2 separate regions of the Mus musculus genome follow, and region 2 is linked to region 1. A link is a contact called in public Hi-C data. All regions are on one chromosome and are shown on one strand. Each heading gives the region's core, a stretch centred on a gene start, on an enhancer-like site or on the middle of the called end of the contact. The rest is flanking DNA. Distances are from core to core; before and after follow the strand shown.

Region 1 (4,890 bases), core at 1,018-3,517:
AAAGCTACAGTAAACACGTTGGAAACTGTTTAGGGAAAATGTTGTGCCATAGTGTTAAGACCTAGGTAAAGTGTTAAGGCCTAGATGGAATGTTGAGGATTAGGTGACTATTACCTGGCTAGCCCACCATTTGTGTTGTTACTAATATTATTATAAGGACATTTTCTCATATTTTTTTTTCTGTTGTTACTAGGAAACTTTCTCACACCCAAGTTGATTATGCATTCTGTTATATTGGAAACCAATCCTGGTAGAAGTCAGTAGAACTGCTTTGTATAGATACCCACAATAAGTTTGGATCTGAACCAACAACCCAGCAGCACTTCCTTCACCTGTGTATAATCCTGCATGGTATTTGCTTTTATAAGCCGCCCCTGAGATGGATCCCAACAAAAGAGAGACACCTGCATCTATTTAGAATAAGACTCCCATTTTGAGTCGGGGTCGGGTAAAGTTTAAGTTCCCAAGACCTCCCTGGGAACTGGCATTCTACCTGGCAGAAAGAGACATGTATGTGAGTAACTGACATCTTGGTTAGCAAGTTGAGACATGAATGTTAGACAAGGCGTGTCCCCTGCCACAGCTGAATACCCCAACCAATGGGAGCAGGATAAGTATACAACAAAGACATGTTCCTAAGGAAATCCCCTAGCCCTAAATCATGATTGGTGGAATAACTTGGCATGGATGTGTGTGGATTTTAGGCTTAAAAACACTGTAGGATCTTAACTCAATGTCACAGTCAGCTCCTGAGTTTGACCTATGGCCCTTATCAATCAGTCTTGGGGTGTGGTGGTCAATAAACCATCCCTATTTGACTGAGATTGGTGTTTGAGTGGTTTTTGTGGTGATTCTCAGACCCCAACACATAAAATGGTAGAGAAAACAATTTGGAATGAGCATTGAGAATATTTATATTTATCACATTGTGACATTTTCCTTAAAGTTACACGTAGCCTGAAAAAAAAATGCTGTGTAAAAGTAATGTTAGCACTCTTAGTTGTTTAGGTAATATAACTGGGAGAATGGATATTCATACCTATTTAAGTATGCAGTCAAAGCCTCTGCCTTAGTTACTTTTCTATTGTGATAAAGCACCATGACCTAGGCAACTTATAGAATAAAAGGTTGTTTGGGGCTTATGGACCACAGGGTATAGGAGTCTATCATCATCATGGTAGGATCATGGCAGGAGACAGACATAGTGTAGGTACAGAAGCTGAGGGCACACATCTCAATCGGCAACAGGAGGCAGAGAGCACAGTGGGAACGGCAAGAGCTTTTTGAAGCCTGCACTGAATGGCACACCTCTTCCAACAAAGCCACACATCTTAATCCTTCCCAAACAGTTCCACCAACTGGGGACCGAGAATTCAAACATTAACCTATGAGAGCCATTCTCATTGAAAATACCACAGCCTACTTTTAAATTTTAAATATATAAAATTGAAATGTAGCTAATTGAACTTGAAGAGCAACTATGTCTACTTTTGTGTTCACAAAATTATTTTTTATAAATTGTACTTACTTGCTTATTTAGTTAGTTAGTTGACTATGTGTTCATACATGCAAGTACATACATGCCATGCCACGCATGGAGGCTCACTGGGCAACTTTCAGGACTCAGTTCTCACCTTCCAACTTGTTGAGGCAAGATCTCTTTTGTTTCTGCTGCTGAGGCAAGATCTCTTTTGTTTCTGCTGCTGTCCTATGTATTCTAAGCTAGTTGGCTCTGGAGCTTTCAAGAAATTCTCTGCATCCCATCTTTTAGGATTGCTGGGATCACAGATGTATGCCACCACATACATCAGGTTCATTTCATGGATATCAGAGCTCAAGCTCAGTTAGCAGGCTTGCACAGCTAGTGCCTTCAACAACTGAGCCACCTCCCTGGTCCACACAATTGTGTTTCTATGCTTAGAGTTACAGGTTCTTATATCACTGCTTGGACTGCTTCATGGGAAAAGTGTTAGCCTTTCTATTTAGTCATAATAAAATTATGACTCACACATGTGCATATTGGTTGATCAGTTTGTACAGCCAAGGGAAAGCCCTAAACACATCATTTGAGGTTTAAGATGGAGGACATGGTTCCTTTCCAGGTCTCACAAATTTTACAGCCTACAGCCATTTCATGGCTCTGTGAGAGTCCGTGAAATGAAGGAAGGCCATTTCCAAGTCTGAGTATTGCAGTGGCTGTAATTAAGAGCCTTGCTGAGAGGCTGTCCGCAGCTTTCAACAGAGTCTCATTCTAAATTGCTTTGGGAAGCAGTTGAGTTTCAATTACTGAGAAGCGTATATCTCACAGTTCAATGCCATGTACCAGGCACCTAGCAACAGCTCTCTGATGGATAATAATGAGATTTTAATTAGCATCTTGGATCCATCTAGAAATTTATTCCAAGCTAATTTGCTTGAAGGAGCCCAGCCTTGTCTGGGACCTGTTCCAACCTGTTTTCTCAAAAGAAGAGACAGCAAATCCATGACCTTTGCTTTTCTGAACAGCTCATTGCCTAAATCCAGGGTTCCTTCTAAAGAATCAGCTAATTTGCTTCCCTCACTTGGTGCCAGGTTTCTCTCTTTGTATAGTGTTATGAGTTCAAAGTTTGGTGACAAGAAACAGGCTGTCTTTTTCTGTGTCCCTTTGTCTTATAGTACTGTACTTCCAAGTTGGGGTGGCATGGTCATCTCCTCAGACATCAGGACAGAGAATGCTCAGAGCACTTCTCTCTCCTCCACACCATGCCTGAGAGTCACTGGCCCTGTCCGTTTTCCTTGCTGGCAGCTTTTGAACTCATATACCATTCTTTAACCCTAAACTGATCTAGCTTTCCTATCCTGGAATACCTCTTCTGTCACCAGAGCATCTAGAATGAACATAGCTAAACTTGTGAAGAGGACCTATTTGTGTCTTTACAACTCCCAAAAGACTGAGTCTTGTGAGAAAAACTTCCTGCATGAAATTCACAGTTCAGACCATCAAAGTATGCACTCATGTATCATAGAGAGAGAGAGAGAGAGAGAGAGAGAGAGAGAGAGAGAGATATCTAGGTCAAGACCTGAGAGTCTTTATGTAGGCTATTTGCTACATCATAAGAATAAAGCCTATTAAGCTCTTTAAGGTGGGGATTGGACCCTCCACTAATAATTGTTTTATTGCTATGAGGTGACACCATGACCAAGTCAACTTCTAAAAGAAGGGTTGGTTAGTCCATGAACATCAAGGCAGGAAGCATGGTGGCAGGGAGGTAGCCATGACACTGGAGCAGTAGCTGAGAGCTTACATCTGAATCACAAATTTCAGGAAGAGAAAGAGGGAGACTGAACTTGGCCTGTGCTTGTGAAACCTCCAAGCCCACCCACTAGTAACACACCTCCTCCACACTTCTACTTGTTCCCACACAGTTCCACTCATTGGAGACTAAGCATCAAACACATGAGCCTATGAGGGCCATTCTCATTCAAACCACCACATACCCTGAATATTTGACCCTTGCCTACCTGCCCATGTTTTATATCTTACTATACTCCTGGCTCCAGTGTCCCCATCACACTGGGTCTTACCATTTCACACTCCTTCCAACAATGTATATAGGCTTCATTTCTCCACATCCTCACCATCATTTTCCCCTTTTTTATGACAGTTATTCTAATGAGTATGCAATATCATAAAATTATAGTTATGGTTTACATTTCCCTAGTTATTATAGACACTAAGTGAAGTTTCATGTGCTGATTAGTCAACCCCATTTTTTTTTTACCTAAAAGGATGAAAGAAAGTAATTGACATGAAATGAGATGGGGAGTGCTGCTGAAAGCGATGTTTATGAGTGCAAAGTGCACAATTAAATTGAGATGCATACTGGATCTCTACATTGAGATATTGGCAAGGAACAGGATTCATGAGTACCAGTTAGGTGGCAAATACAACAGCAGAGACAAATAAACTGGGGAAGTGCTAGCCAACTGAACATGTACAGCTCGTGAGATTTGATGGGACTCCAAGAAAGGTGCCTAAAAAAAGGAAACACCTGCAGCTTGACATCTGGCTCTAGGGTTGTCACATTTGAAAGATGAGAAATGAGGGGGAACTGCTAACCAAGGAAATAGAGACAGGTGATGATCAGTAGGAAATATTGCAAGGGAAGACAACACTCCAAGGAGGAGGAAATAATTTGCTAAGTCAAATGTTGCCAAAAAGTTGAAGTCTTAGACTTAGGTATTTAACAGCAAGGGGGTCATTGTGACCTTGATAAGCAACTGAGTAGATTGGTTGGTCTAAGAACGGATTGAAAAGGACTCACAAGGGAAGGGGAGGTGAGAAATTAGTGACTATAGACAAAATATTAGAGGAGTTTGCTAAAGCCAATAGAGGAACATATGGGAGGACCAAAAGAATGAGGTTTATTAATGATGAGATATGTAGGGCCAGATATGGAGGCACAGGTGTGTAACCTGAGCACTAAGGAGACTGAGGTAAGATTCCTGTAATTTCAGGGCCACACCAGGCTGTGAGCGAGTTCCATGCAGCCAAGGTCACAGAGGTAGGCTTTGACTCAGAAACACCAACAATAACAACAAAACTTCGGGCAAGTTTATATGTTGGTGCGGGAGGTACAAGGAGAAGCAGCAGAGAGATGAGAGCACTTATTCCCCCTTTCCTTTCTCTGTGCCTCTACAGACTTCAGCTTCCCGCTGTGTACACTAATTGACTTACATTCAGTCTCTTGTATGTCAGTGAGATTTTCGTCTGATCTTGTTGTTTAGCAACAGATTCTAAACCTCGATGGCTGCAACAGTGATTGGCCTCATGCTCAGGTTAGCTGCTGTTAAATCCAGGCTGTTAATTGGGGTTGTGCATATTCCACATGTCTCTCATTCTGGAACCAA
Region 2 (4,890 bases), core at 816-3,315, 43 kb before region 1:
ATTTTATATAGCCTGATTATATTTTTGCCTTAACACATTTTATTACAAAATGGCATACTCTGTGCTGTTATATTAATATACTTAATGACATCTCAGTGCAAATGTTGCCATTTTGTGACAAGGTGATCTGTTTTTGTTGTTCCTTCGGGAGAGAAGATTGAGAAACTCCGCTCCTGTCTCAGAGGGCTTGGATTTCAGGAGTTCACCACCATACCTAGTCCCAACACACATTTTAAAAAATTGTCTAATTTCTTGATATTAATGCAAGGAAGAAATGAAAGGGATGAAATGAAATTAAATAGTATGCCTTTTAGTATATAAATTGAGTAACTTGATGATGATGTAGTATTCGGGTGCTTGCACGTTAGGAGACTTGCCACCAATGTGGCAAGTGTGTGTTCACTCTCAAATACCAAGAGTCACAGGGCCACTGATGTGATAATCCAAATTAGTGAATATTTTTTTGGTTCAGTATTCTCATTCCATGAAGGCTAATTTTCTTCTCATTTGCACAGTGGTTGAATTTCTGTAAAAATGATATTATTTATATACTAAAAATAGCATTCTATAAAATTTGGAAATAAATAGGAAGCCTGTATTTAATACATGGACTCCTGTGACCCTGATCACCAAAGATTTTTGTCCCACGGAGTTGTGGGATAAGCCTAAGGTTCTCTTGGTTGCTCCTCTGGGTGCTCTGTAATGCCTGGGAGGTAGACAGGGGTTCACAGTTGTGGTATCACTGTCCCCATTTCACACCCAACTGCCGTTTGTAATCACCTGATCAAATAGTTAATTTTTCCCACCTATAAAATGAGTATTGTTATTGGAGGGCGAGAAGTTTATAAAATAAAATATATTAGCCAGGCAAAATCATAATAATGACACTATTGCCACTTCAGAAAAATCTGACCAGGATTCTGTCTTGTTTCTCAAAGTCCATTGTTCAAAACCAAAAAAAAAAGCCAGAAACGATTTTGGTTCTCTACCTACCTGCTTTCCCAGTCTAAGGGGCAACAACTTCAAAACGCAACAAGGTTCAGCCTCGGGTCTGTCTGAGGTAATGGCACAGGTTAGATGAGCTCCTTTGCTTTAACTGGGTAGGCTTGACTTTCCAGACCCATCTGGTGCCCCTTGTAACTTCCTTTCCCACTACCACCCTTTCTAGCTCTTGCAGGACTTTTTTTCCTTGTCGCTACCTCTTTCCCTACTCTGAGACCGAAATCTGGCGATGCCCCGCCCCCAACCCACCCCCAAGTTTCGGTCACTAGTGACCTTTGAGTGGACGATGTGGGGAGATCTCTAGCATCACTGAGCAGGTCCTATCCAAGGTCAGGAAGGGGGGCTTCCAATTCAGTCCCACCGTGTAGTTCTGAGGTTCCAGCTCTATTCCCACTTTGAGCTCCAGATCTCAACCTCCTAGAATCGGAGTGGTTAGCTCCCTCATCCCCACTTCTGCCCTTCAGCATCCCGCCTCCTCTCTTCACCCTCGCTCTAAGCATCAGGGCTGCAGGAATAAGACCCGCTCTCTCATCTGTCCCATCTACTACTACAGGATTTTCTAATATTTTCATTCTGATTTGCCGATCTGCTAGGGACTAAAGCCAGCATTTCTTCCTCTTGGCCTGAGCTATCCACCTCGGGCTGGATCGCTCACAGTGGAGTTGGAAGCTCCAAGCCACCCAGTTGGCCAAGGAGAGGGAAGGGAAAAAAAAAAAAAAAAAACCCTGCCCAGGGCACCGCCCCCACCTCCTGTCCCCCAACACCCCTCAGAAGCTGTCCTCTTGCAGGTATAGCCCGCACCCTCTCGGAAGCATCCGCAGATGGTAAACCTCACGTGCAAGGCGCCAGCGCTACGCTGCATGGTGCGGGTGCCCGTGAGCCAGCTAGCTCGCGAACGAGCACGAGCAGAGGAAGGTGGTGCGCGAGTGGGCCCGGGAAGGAGACACCTCCGGAAAGAGAGCCACGCGGCTGTGCTGGCAGGACTGCAGTGCCACCTCTCTGGAGAAAGCTCTCACGCCCGTGCTCGAACGCACGTGCACACGGCCAGCGGTGAGAGCGCGCGAGTCAGAGCATTTCAGTGCAGGGCTCCTTAAAGCGATGGCATCTGCCCTCAACAGCAAAATTCACCCGCCAGGAACCTGCGCGAGCTCCAAAGCCGACGCCCGCGGTGGCTCGGGCTGGAGAATGGACTGTGATCCGGAGATGCACGTGAAAATGTGCAAGAAGATCGCTCAGCTCACTAAGGTAAGGCGGGGTGCTGCGGGCAGACCAGCTGTGTGCCACAGGCACCCAGAGTAGGGGTGGGAGTGTAGAAGCACCCCAGGGGAGGACCGCACTGAATCCCCACAAACTTTGTCACAGAGACCAAAGGAAGCTGTTCTGTATCTGAGTGAAGTGACCTTCTGGAGACTGCATTTGGAAGCAGCAGACAGGATTCTTTGCCAAGGAAACTCCCGCAGCCTGCTTGCTTAGCAGGTGGGCTGTGCTTTCCCAAGGCTAGAGGGTGTGTGTGTGTGTGTGTGTGTGTGTGTGTGTGTGAGAGAGAGAGAGAGAGAGAGAGAGAGAGAGAGAGAGAGAGAGAGAGAGAGAGAGAGAGAGATCATGTTCCCTTGCCAGCCCTGTTCAAACCTTCAAACCATCATGCCTGGAATGTTGTGATTTTATTCTCTATATCTGGGGAGATCATGTGAGACCTATTTAAACACGATTCATTAATTCCTTCATTCAACAAATATTTGAATCATTTGTTGAGTGCTAGCAGTCTTTCGTGGCATCGTACTAAACCTGGAAGGAAGCCCAGGGGACTTACTGTCAAACTGACTACAGGCATGTGTTGGATCATAAATGGGAAAGGGTAGGATGCTGTGTATGCTTGTGGTAATGGAAAAGACCTTGGGAGGTCAGCCAGCCCATATCCCTACTTCATCTCAGGATCTTGGTTGAATATATCCAGTATGTATACTTGAGATGTTGCCAATGCAGGTTGTTAATCCCTGGCAATTTCCCGGTTAGGAACAACTCCGCACAGATTCCCTCCACATATCTGTAGAGATGTCTTTCCTGCAGGGTTTGAGTAGTTTAAATTGTTTACTTGGTATTTTCCATTTGGTCTCAAACTCCTAGCACAATGCCTACTAGTAAAGACTAGCTCCAGCGTTTGTCCCAGAGTATAATGAATGACATATTCTGATTTCTTTCCTAAACATCTTCCTCTTACTTTCCATACCTGCTTTTCTGAAGGATGGATGAGCATCCTTACCACACTGGAATCCAACATAGGGTGAAACAGAACAGCACTCGCTTTCTTCTCCTGACCTCCCATTGGCCTCTTCATATTCTTTGCACAAGAGCCTGTCTCCAGACAGTCGTGCCACGATATCTAACCCAAAGGTGTCTAATAGCGCCGATCAAAAACTTACTTAAGTTTCTTATATAAAAATGATTTTCGTATCTGAAAAAGCAATTATAGGATCCGACACCTTCCTTGTCTTCAAAAAGCTAAAGTTTTTGTTGTTTGTTGGTTTGTTTGTTGGAAGAGAAGCAAGATTTGAAATAGCAAGAGCAATTAAAAGCACACAACAAGAGCTATGTGTGATACTTCAAGTTATGAGTCCTATGAAAGTGGAAACAAAGCAGGGCACGGCAGTGTGTGCAGAAAGAAGGGGAAAATTATGAAAGAATTATCCTTGACTTGTGATAGTGATGATCTATGGGGTGCCTGCTCTATTTAAAAGATTGAACATCACTTTTATTTTTGTGTACGTGTGTGTCTGTACATATACCCCATTGGTGGGTGCCTATGGAAGCCAGAAGAAGATGTGGGCTTTCAGGAAGCTGGAGTTACAAGTGACTATGAGCCACCCAATGTGGTTGCTGAAAATCAAACTCAGATCCTCTGTAACAGCAGCAAATATTCTTAACCACTGGGCTATCTCACTAGTTTCATATACTGAATATTGGTGCAATAAGCCCTAGGCAGGTTCTGTTCTAGCTAGTAGAGTCATTTTGAAAAAGGGGACTCTGAACTGAGAAAAATGCCTCTATAAGATTTCCCTGTAGGCAAGTCTGTAGTTTTTAAAATTATAGTTGGTGTGTCTAGCTGACTGTGTGTGGTGCTATTCCTGGGCAGGTGGTCATGGGCACTCTAAGAAAGCAGGCTGGGTAAGCCACTGAACAGCACTCCTCCATGGCCTCTGCTTTAGTTTCTGCCTTCAGGCTCTTTCCCTGACTTCCTTGGATGATGGACTACCAATTGTAAGGAGAAATTAAACCCTTTCCTCTCCAAGTTGCTAACAGTGATAGTGTTTTATCACAGCAATAGAAACCCTAACAAAAGCGTAGCCCTTTCCTTTATGGTATGTCAAACACATAAATAGATTATTTCAATGTAACTGGGTGGTGATTCAATTCAGTAATATTTATGGATTACCTATTTTGCTAAGCCATGAAGACTCAGCAATACAGAAGGCAAACACCATCCCTGGTGCATAATCAGCAATATTTCTCAGAGTTCTCCGTTACAAATCACGATTGAGTCTTACTATGTAGTACCACTCAGTACCACTTTTCACACTAATTTCTTAAGGTGAGATTTTTGTTTCTGATAAACCACTCTTCTTTTGCCTACTATTTGTACGGTGCATATTTTCTACATTTGAACATTTAGTATTTCCATGAGCTTTTCTTTGATAGGTGAATTTAATCCAGGTGATCACAAATATTCTCCCATCATGATTTGTGGTTTTCCTTTGCTATTCTTCCCCTATGCTTTCTCCGTCTCCATTCCCATGTTCTGTAAGATTAGGAAAGATGATTTACATTCTGTGACTGGTTTGAGAGCTCGAGGCTTTATTCAACTCAGTCTCAGGACTGTCATTCATGTTTCAA

What was found. A called contact is a pair of places that touch in the nucleus more often than the background predicts.
Region 2: a contact with region 1 is called in a Hi-C map of cortical neurons, with 1.5 times the contacts expected there. The contact joins the promoter of 9630001P10Rik here to the enhancer-like site in region 1. A contact is called at or near these places in 7 of 484 Hi-C or Micro-C datasets (brain, cerebral cortex, cortical neurons and 4 more), 4 of 115 datasets of contacts at active chromatin or transcription factors (astrocytes, a beta-TC-6 cell line, embryonic stem cells and 1 more) and 3 of 9 other capture datasets (adipose tissue, liver and pancreatic islet).

The regions. Positions count from the first base shown.
Region 1 is chr5:45,593,353-45,598,242 of GRCm38.p6, reverse strand. All of the region lies in intron 1 of Fam184b (family with sequence similarity 184, member B), which reads left to right. Among named protein-coding and RNA genes, the nearest start is that of 9630001P10Rik, 43 kb to the left of the region's middle. Within about 2 kb of position 2,267, at least 30 of the 459 cell types and tissues checked have an H3K27ac peak or open chromatin away from gene starts, as enhancers often do. A contact at or near this core is called in cortical neurons and forebrain, where this site is marked.
Region 2 is chr5:45,636,450-45,641,339 of GRCm38.p6, reverse strand. It overlaps 9630001P10Rik (RIKEN cDNA 9630001P10 gene), which reads right to left and starts at 2,065. Exons shown (of 4, transcript NR_102378.1): 1 at 1,804-2,065; 2 at 994-1,051. Fam184b (family with sequence similarity 184, member B) reads left to right here and starts at 1,839. Exons shown (of 16, transcript NM_021416.3): 1 at 1,839-2,247. The coding sequence starts at 2,101.